Regions from separate parts of the Mus musculus genome. Here all the other regions are linked to region 1. Evidence: chromatin contacts called from public HiChIP or PLAC-seq data. All regions are on one chromosome and are shown on one strand. The core of a region is the stretch at or near the end of the contact, and the rest is flanking DNA. Distances in the headings are between cores, read along the strand shown.

Region 1 (2,702 bases), core at 148-2,647:
AGGGGGAGGCGCTGGAAATGAGTCCGGGGCTTCTACCTCAGCCCAGCGTGGAACACAGCTGTTTGCCTAAACGTCACTGCTCAAAAAAAAAAAAAAAAAATCCCTTATAGCACTCAAACACATTCAGCCAAACACCTCACAAGAGATGCTCTGCCTCTAAAGACACTAGGAATTCTTCTAATTGATTTAGACATTGAAAGGGTTTTTCCTCCCTTCGTTAATCAGTTTCATCAATTTATTCGTTAGCCACGGGTCTATCTAGAGCTCATTGCCAGCCTAGACGTGGTAGGAGAACTCCCGAGTCTGAGCTCCCTTCTCTCTGAGCTTCACTTTGGGCTGCTTTTTCTCTTTAGGGACAGTGGCAGAAATGTAAGAGACAACCCTGGACACAGATGACCTTAAACTCTCAAACCAAATCATCCCTTTTCTGACCAAAGAAGGGAACTTAAAAAAAAAAAGAATGTTTCTGCTCCAGCAAAGTTGGAGGGAATAGGTGCTCTGGTTTGCAGGGAGCAGAAGGCAGAGGCTTGCAGCACCAAAAGCAGAAATCTAACCCGTAGCAGAGACCTTCCCTCCCCATCTCTTTCCACCAATCTGTCACCTCCAAGCTCACATACTTACAAGACCCCCACCCCCGGCAGCTGCTTCAACTCCGGACTAGAGCCCCCATCCTGACCCGAGGTCACAGAATGTGGGGCCAGATCCCCGGAGGGAGTCTAAGCAAGGCTTGGTGGCAGAGGCAGGCTGGTACAAACCTTGGTCTGCCTCACTCCCCCAAATCCTTTCCTAGGGCCTCCCCCGCCCCCAACTCAGCCTGCCCTTCTTGCCCCTGGGTCCTCTCTCCCCTCCTCTCCGGTCCTTTGTTTTCAGCCACCTTGCAGCCCTTCCCCAGCCTCGGTGGCCGTGCCCACAAGGCCTCCCTTGCCTCGCTGGCGGGTTTCGCTCTGCCTTACCGGCTCCCGGCTCAGGCGCGCTCCGCCTGCTCCTCACATCCACACAGCTGCGGCGAGAGGAGGAAGGGAGGGCGGCGCGCGGTTGGATCCGAGACAGTAGATTTGGTGTCTGTTCGCAACTCCGGGGAAACTCTGCCCTGGTGCTCCCGCCCCTCTCCAACTATTCCTCGCCGCAGCAGGGCCAAGAGCCCTCCTTCGCACACAGCCCCTTCCCTTGCCGAAGTGTTGGCCCTGTCTATTCAGCCGCTACCCCTAGCTTCCCCTCATCTGGAGTTATCCAGCACTCAGTTGCCTTTCAACTACCTCTTGCTACCTCCTGTCCCCTCCCTCTGCGGTCCCTGTAGTAGCTGTGGCGGTGGCGGGTGGCGCTGGGGACACCCCGGATCAGCCAGCACAGTCTCCCTCCACCACAGCCCGGTGAGCCGCGGGCTCCAGCAGGCTAAGAGGAAGTTAATCATTACTTCCCCACCAACACTCAGCCACCCTTGGACTCTCTCACCCAGGCTCAGAGGAGGAGGGGGCAGATGGCCCGGTGGAAACCGGCTTTGCCCAGCCAGCCTCAGCAGGCCTTCAAGGGACAGTTCTCTTTTCGGTGGTCTCAGCACCCACTTTGAGTCCTCGTTTTTCACCTCTTCTCCCCTCCCTCTGCCTCCTCTTAGGCTCTGCCCACTGTTTCATCTCTACTCGGTCTTTGGCAAGTTGACTGCAGGTTCTGGGAGGACCAACTCTCTTTGTTTGGAACCGGACAGAATGGGATTTCCTTCCCCAGCCTCTGCCAAAGGTTTTTTTTTTTTTTTTTTTTTTTTTTTTTTTTTTTTTTTTTTTTTTTTAAACGGTGTGGCCCATAGGGGACCGAGCCTCCGGTCCCAATTAACCCGATGGTTGGGGATGTGGGTGAGAAATTGAACTGATCTAGCGGTTATAGTAGACTTGGGGTGGGGGTGAGGGGGCGTTAAAGAAGTAGGATTGGAGGAGTGGCAAAAGAGATGAAGAAAAACCTGGATGGGTGTGGTATAGTCAAAAGGGAAGGGGCGGGAGTGTGGAAAGAAGTATTAGAGGAAGGAGAAGCAGTGGGGAAACCAGGGACATCTATGGGGTAGGAGTAGGAAGGAAAACACCCCCAGCCTGGCAGCCTGCAAGCTCGGGTTCCTCCCTTCCCTCTTTGTGGGGTCAGGTGTTCAGAAAGCTGGACTATTACACCTTCCTCTACTATAGAAATAACTGCCTTTCAAGGTGTCCACTGGTGGGCTCCATAGTGGACAAGTGTAATTATCCCCATTTTACAGGTGAGTAAACTGGGGTCTACAGAAGTAAAGAGACTATGCAGGCTGACTTCTCCTTCCTGTAGGCTGTAGGGTGAATGGTTGCTTTTAGCACTCTTTCATGAGTGCTCGGCGCTAGTACTATTCAGGTCTGAGCTAGGGGTCAGATTATCCATCCTGATTCTGGGGGTCTCCTTGATTCTTCCTCCCCCACCCCAGCTTTTCCTCTTTGGTCATAGTTCTCCACTCCTACTGTGTGAGCCTGTTGGCCATGTTTTGACTATTTTTTAACCCCCCCTCCCAGTTCAGTGGTCCACAGGCCGCCACCTGGCTGACCCGTGCCAGTATGAGGCCCCTTTGGTGGCCAAGTGGTTTGTATTGTCGTTGCTCCTCAAAGGGGCTGTGAAGGGCCGGAGAGGTTGCTAGGTCCTCTTATGAAGGAAAGCAGGGTTAAAGGGAGGAGGGGCCAGAAAGGATAAAGGCTCAG
Region 2 (2,702 bases), core at 92-2,591, 440 kb before region 1:
TGTGTGTGTGTGTGTGTGCTTAAAAGCTTGCCCTGAGAGAGCTGAAGAGATGGAACAGCAGTTCAGAGCATTGACCGCTTTGCCCAAGGTTCTAAGTTCAATTCCCAGCAACCACATGGTGGCTCACAGTCATCTGTAATGGGATCCGATGCCCTCTTCTGGTGTGTCTGAAGACAGCTACAGTGTACTCATATTAAAAAAAAAAAATACAAAAAAAATGCCATAAGCCGGGCGTAGTGGCGCACGCCTTTAATCCCAGCACTTGGGAGGCAGAGGCAGGCAGATTTCTGAGTTCGAGGCCAGCCTGGTCTACAGAGTGAGTTCCAGGACAGCCAGGGCTACACAGAGAAACCCTGTCTCGAAAAACCAAAAAAATAAATAAATAAATAAATAAAATAATAATAATAATAATAATAATTAAAAACAAACATCTCACCCCGAGAAAGGCTCAAGTCTGTAAGTACCAGCCAGCTAATAGACTTTCTACTGGCTTAAATCTGTGTCTAAGTCATTTCTTTGATTTATCTTCTTTGATCGATTCCTAACATTTTCACACTGGCACAAATCAGTTTTTAACTCCTCATTATGATTAACAGTCCATTGTATTTATGGGGAGCAGTTGAGTTGTCCCCCCCTTTCGGCTTCTATGAATAGTATGCTCTGCACATTTGTGTGTGTATATTCTAGCATTTGCTCTCTGTCGATTTGTGTACACAGGAATGGGATTTCTTCTGTAATAATTCTGTTTAACTTTTTTTTTTTTTGAGTAAACAGTTTTCAACAGCAGTAATGGACAGTGTCACCCACCCTTCACCATAACATTTCTCCTTTTTTTTTTCTTTTTTCTTTCTGCTTTCGGGGAAGGCCAGACCCCATGGAGTAAAGTAGAAGCTCTGCTTCCAGTAGCAAGATTGCTTTAGCCAAAGCCTCAAACCGTGCCTCCAACCTCGCCATTTCCAGGAGCAGGCAGTGTGGCTACCTCCCTGGATCACTAACGCACCTCCCACCCCACTGCGGCCAAACACACATACACAGCCCTGTGACATCATAAATTACTGTCCTGGTGACCGTACATGGAGCCCTACCAAACTCCAACTCAGGTTAAGCTGAGTGCCTGAAATAGAAGCAACATGCAACGCTCTTCCTCCAGTCCTGGCCCTCTGCCAGTGCCTGCCCGGGAGAGGTCCAGCTAGGGTGAGGAAAAGCAAGGGTCAGGCGTGCGGGCCCCTCCCGGGGTTACTCTGGGTTAGCATTGGCCCCAGATTCACTCGCGTTCACCAGGCCCAAAGCGCCTGACCCCTCGCAGCCAATCAGCGGCCTCACCGGGCTCTGCACGCATCGCTCCAATCAGGATGCGCTGCTCCTGAAGCTAGCCGGTGTACCTTGCAGTCACAGATGGAGGCTAGCCCAGTCCCTGACCTCACAACCCCCCCCCCCCCCCCCGCCTCCGCTCCCCGGACCTTGAATGTGGGCTCTGGTCGCCAGCTTTCGCCAAGGAAGGGGGTGGGGGTGTGTGCTGGCAAAGCAGCGCACGTTTTTTTTTGTTTTTTTGTTTTGTTTTTTTCCATCTACGTAGTGCAAACGCTTATGGAGGAGGAGGCAGAGCTAGGACTTAGCAAAACAGACCTCAGATTGGGTCATGGTGTAGAGGAGAGCACTCCGAAAAGCACAGCATTAATGTGATCAGGAACTTTCCAGGCTGATGTCAGCAGGCATGAAGGGGCGTGGAGTGGGCAGTGGGAGGAGAAAATGCAGGGGAGGCGGTGAGAGTCTGGAAATCTCGATATTTAAGAAACTTACTGTGATAGCAGAGGGGACCACAGGGGCTGGAAGCCTTATTCCAGGCTTTGAAAAGACTCCGATGGGGGCATGGGGAAGGAAAAGGAAGGACACATCTGAAAAGTATTTTTGGAGCAGAGTAGACATTCAGATGCTGGAATGGTGAAGTGGATGCAGGGTGGGAGGGGCACCCATGACAGGCTTTTAGCTCGAGTCGCTCTGCAGGGGCAGCCTCTGCACCAACTTAAAATAAGAAGCTTGAAACAAAGCAGGCTTGGACTGGGAGCGGGAAGTTAGTATTTAACACGGGAGTGGGAGTTGTACAAAGTTTGCTGGGATTAAAGGCAGTAATCACCACACATAATCTTAACGTGCCCTTAAATGTGGCTTGCAAGAATTGCATTGAGAATTTTTTTTTTCTGTCTCCATGTTCATCAGGGGAAAAAACGGCTGACAATTTTCTTTTTTAAAAATGTGTGTGCTCTGAACCAGTTTTTATATCAAGGTAATGCAGACTTGGCAGGGTGAACTTGGTAGTGTTCTGTATACCATATGAAACAGTTTAAGGAGCTTGGTTATTACCTCTTCCTTAAAGATTTGATAAAACTCGGCAACGAGTCAGTCTGGTGCTACATTTTGACTTTTGGGGAAACTTTTGGTTACTGTCTCAGTCTTGTTGACTTTTTAAAAAAATGATTTTAGAGCTTTATTATAGAAAGACAGGGGGAAAGAGAGAAGGTAGAAAAGAGAGAGAAGAAAGGCTAGAGAATAAAGAGGGAGAGAGAGGAGAGGAGAAGACAAAAAGAGAGAGGAGTGAGGAGTAAGAGCCGTCTTGTTGATTGTTATGAATCCATTTTAATCGTTTATGTCCTTTTGGCTTGATTTTGTGAGTCCTCTATGACTAGGAGTTTATTTATTTCTTC
Region 3 (2,702 bases), core at 81-2,580, 370 kb before region 1:
CCCTAGAGACCTACTTCAGACACAAAGGAAATTTTGGGACCAGATCTCATGGGTAGCAAGACTGAGAGGCAGTCATAAGACAAAGGTTCCTTCCAGCTAAGAGTCTAGAATTTCTCTCTCTCTCTTTCTCTCTTTTTCATTTTTATTTCCTTATTTTGGGTGTGTTTAGGGAGGGAGGCACATCGCAGAAGAAACTCAGGGCATCAGGGTTTGAGGCAGGAACCTTTTACCTTCTCTTGGGCCCAAATACTAGTACTTTAAGAAAAAAAAAGATTTATTTGTTTATTTTCTATATATGTGTACAGTGTAGCTGTCTTCAGCCACATCAGAAGAGGGCATCAGATCCCATCACAGATGGTTATGAGCCACCATGTGGTTGCTGGGAATTGAACTCAGAATCTCTGGAAGAACAGTCGGTGCTCTTAACCACTGAGCTATCTCTACAGCCCGAATTTCAGCACTTTAAAAATAGTATTTCAAGCCGGGCAGTGGTGGCACTTGCCTTTAATCCCAGCACTTGGAAGGCAGAGGAAGGTGGATCTTTGGGGCCAGCCTGGTCTACAGAGTGAGTTCCAGAACAGTCAGGGCTACATAGAATAATCCTGTCTGGAAAAAGCAAAAAAAAAAAAAAAAAATTTAATTTTAGAAGCAATTATAAAATTCTTACATAATTTTCTCTTTCTGCTTCCTCTCTCCGAACCCTCCCCTACGGCTTTCATTGCTCCCCTCAAATCCATGGCCTTTCCTCCCCAAGAATTGTTACTATGTATATGTATGTGTAATTGCACATAAATTCCTAAATTGAGCCTGCACAGTCTGTATGTTACTCATATATATGTTTTCAGGGCTGGCCATTTGGTGTTGGATAATCAATCAGAGTCTTTCTTGTGGAAATAGCAATGCTCAGAGAACACAAGATGACCAACTGTCCATCCACGTTAAATTCTGACACAGGGCTAGGGAGGTGACTCAAAAGCACCTGCCACCAAGCCTGACAACTGCTCCTACCCCATGCTCGCATGGTAGAAGAATGTCTGAAGTTGTCTTCGGAGATGCTTTTAAAAAAAGAAAAAAGAAAGACCTTTGACCCAGCTGGCATTGGCTGGGGTCACAGTGGAAACATTATCTTAACCTGGGCTTATGTTGGGTGTGGTCACAATGCCTATAAGATGTGTCAGTGAGCTTCACAGACAGAGAGAGGATTGACCAACACTCTAAGCGATTCATGTGATACCAGGCTGATGAGAAAGAGACACTCTAGACACCTGAGGCTAAGATCTTGAAGGGACACTTCAGTGGTTACACAGAGCAAGGGAAGGTGACAGGGCCAGGGGTGACAGGGCCAGCAGGAGAGCAGAGTGGAGTGAGAACAAAGAGCTCTGACAGAAGCCCAGGTCTCACAGGAACTGAGCAAGGGCTGGGGCGAGGCTCCCTCAGCAGCTCCAGCTGCAGTTCTGCCCCACCCCCACCCCACCCCCACCCTGTCCCCAGGGAGTCTCAGAGCCTGCACCAGCTGCAGGGGCCCTCACCCTTGGCATTCCACAGTGTCCTGAGCAGCTTCACTTTCTCCCTCTCAGTCAGGGGCTGAGGGAAGTGTCTGCCTCACCTTCAACTCTGCTCCTCATCCTGAGAGAGAAAAGGCAGCTCCTGCAGGGTCCCTCTGGCTCTCCTGGAAACTAAGTGCACAGTTGTAAAGGAGCCGCCCTGTGAACTCTGGAGAGAGAAACACTATAGCAGCTAAGCACAGGGATCCATGAGAATCTCTGCTTCCTGCTCCACAGGATGGCCCTATGCTGGATGCAAGTGAAACTTCCCCAGGGAGGAGGTCAGAGCATCCTTGCAGGGATGCAAATGCTGGCCTGGCTCCTCCTCAGGGAAGGAGCATCACCCTGAGGGGCTCTGTGTGCCCACCTGGCAGCAGGTGTGGATTCCAAGCTCAGCCTGCACACCTGTGTCCAGGGGATGACAGAGACTCTGGTGCACCTTTTTGTCTGTCCCATGCTAACCTTGAACATTGGAGGTAAGGGGGCATTATACGGGACATGCAAAAGCCAATCCAGAGAGGTTTCCATGGCGGATCTTGTCCTTACAGATGACGACATCAGGTGGTGTCACAAGCCTGCTCTGTGTAGACCTGGAGTTAAGAGTGTATCCCACAAAACCCTGGGGCAGAACCCACGGCTCTGCTCCTTACATGGGTTGGAAAAAATAATGCTCTTAACTGCTGAACTGTCTCTCTAGCACTCTCTCGGGAGGGAGAGAGAGAGAGAGAGAGAGAGAGAGAGAGGCAAAAGCAGAAGGGAATAAAAGATCATCACTGGATGAATCACAGAAAATTCCCTAGCTATGAAGAACAAGCATTTCCCCTTCTCAATGACTTTTTAATTAATTTATATATGGTGTATGTGTGTATGGGTGTGTGTGGGGGGGTATGTGTGTGTGTGTGTTTGCATACACATGTGCATGCAGGCAAATGTGAACAATGCATGGGTAGAGGTCAAAGAATAACTGGGTAATTTTCAGGTCTTGGTTCTTGTTAGCTTACAGACAATTCATTAGGCTACTCCAAGGAACCTAGTAACAGCTACCCAAAATTATAGAGCTGCCAAGTGTATAAGAGGGACTGCTTGGCTACCCCAGCTTACTTGTTTTCTTGCTCTCTCTCTCTTGCTCTCTCTCTCTCTCTCTCTCTCTGCCCCTAC

The links. HiChIP or PLAC-seq counts read pairs in DNA pulled down with a chosen protein or histone mark.
Region 2: an HNF4G HiChIP or PLAC-seq map of pancreatic cancer cells shows a contact between it and region 1. The contact joins two enhancer-like sites. A contact is called at or near these places in 1 of 39 promoter capture datasets (liver), 1 of 484 Hi-C or Micro-C datasets (uterus) and 1 of 115 datasets of contacts at active chromatin or transcription factors (pancreatic cancer cells).
Region 3: an HNF4G HiChIP or PLAC-seq map of pancreatic cancer cells shows a contact between it and region 1. The contact joins two enhancer-like sites.

What each region holds. Positions count from the first base shown.
Region 1 is chr19:44,749,539-44,752,240 of GRCm38.p6, forward strand. It overlaps a transcript of Pax2 not described here. Among named protein-coding and RNA genes, the nearest start is that of Pax2, 6.0 kb to the right of the region's middle. RefSeq lists a promoter at 1-2,702 and a cis regulatory region at 2,538-2,702. Within about 2 kb of position 1,398, at least 69 of the 459 cell types and tissues checked have an H3K27ac peak or open chromatin away from gene starts, as enhancers often do. A contact at or near this core is called in liver, pancreatic cancer cells and uterus, where this site is marked.
Region 2 is chr19:44,313,355-44,316,056 of GRCm38.p6, forward strand. No RefSeq gene overlaps it. Among named protein-coding and RNA genes, the nearest start is that of Mir5114, 12 kb to the left of the region's middle. Within about 2 kb of position 1,342, at least 328 of the 459 cell types and tissues checked have an H3K27ac peak or open chromatin away from gene starts, as enhancers often do. A contact at or near this core is called in liver, pancreatic cancer cells and uterus, where this site is marked.
Region 3 is chr19:44,376,836-44,379,537 of GRCm38.p6, forward strand. No RefSeq gene overlaps it. Among named protein-coding and RNA genes, the nearest start is that of Scd1, 30 kb to the right of the region's middle. Within about 2 kb of position 1,331, at least 65 of the 459 cell types and tissues checked have an H3K27ac peak or open chromatin away from gene starts, as enhancers often do. A contact at or near this core is called in pancreatic cancer cells, where this site is marked.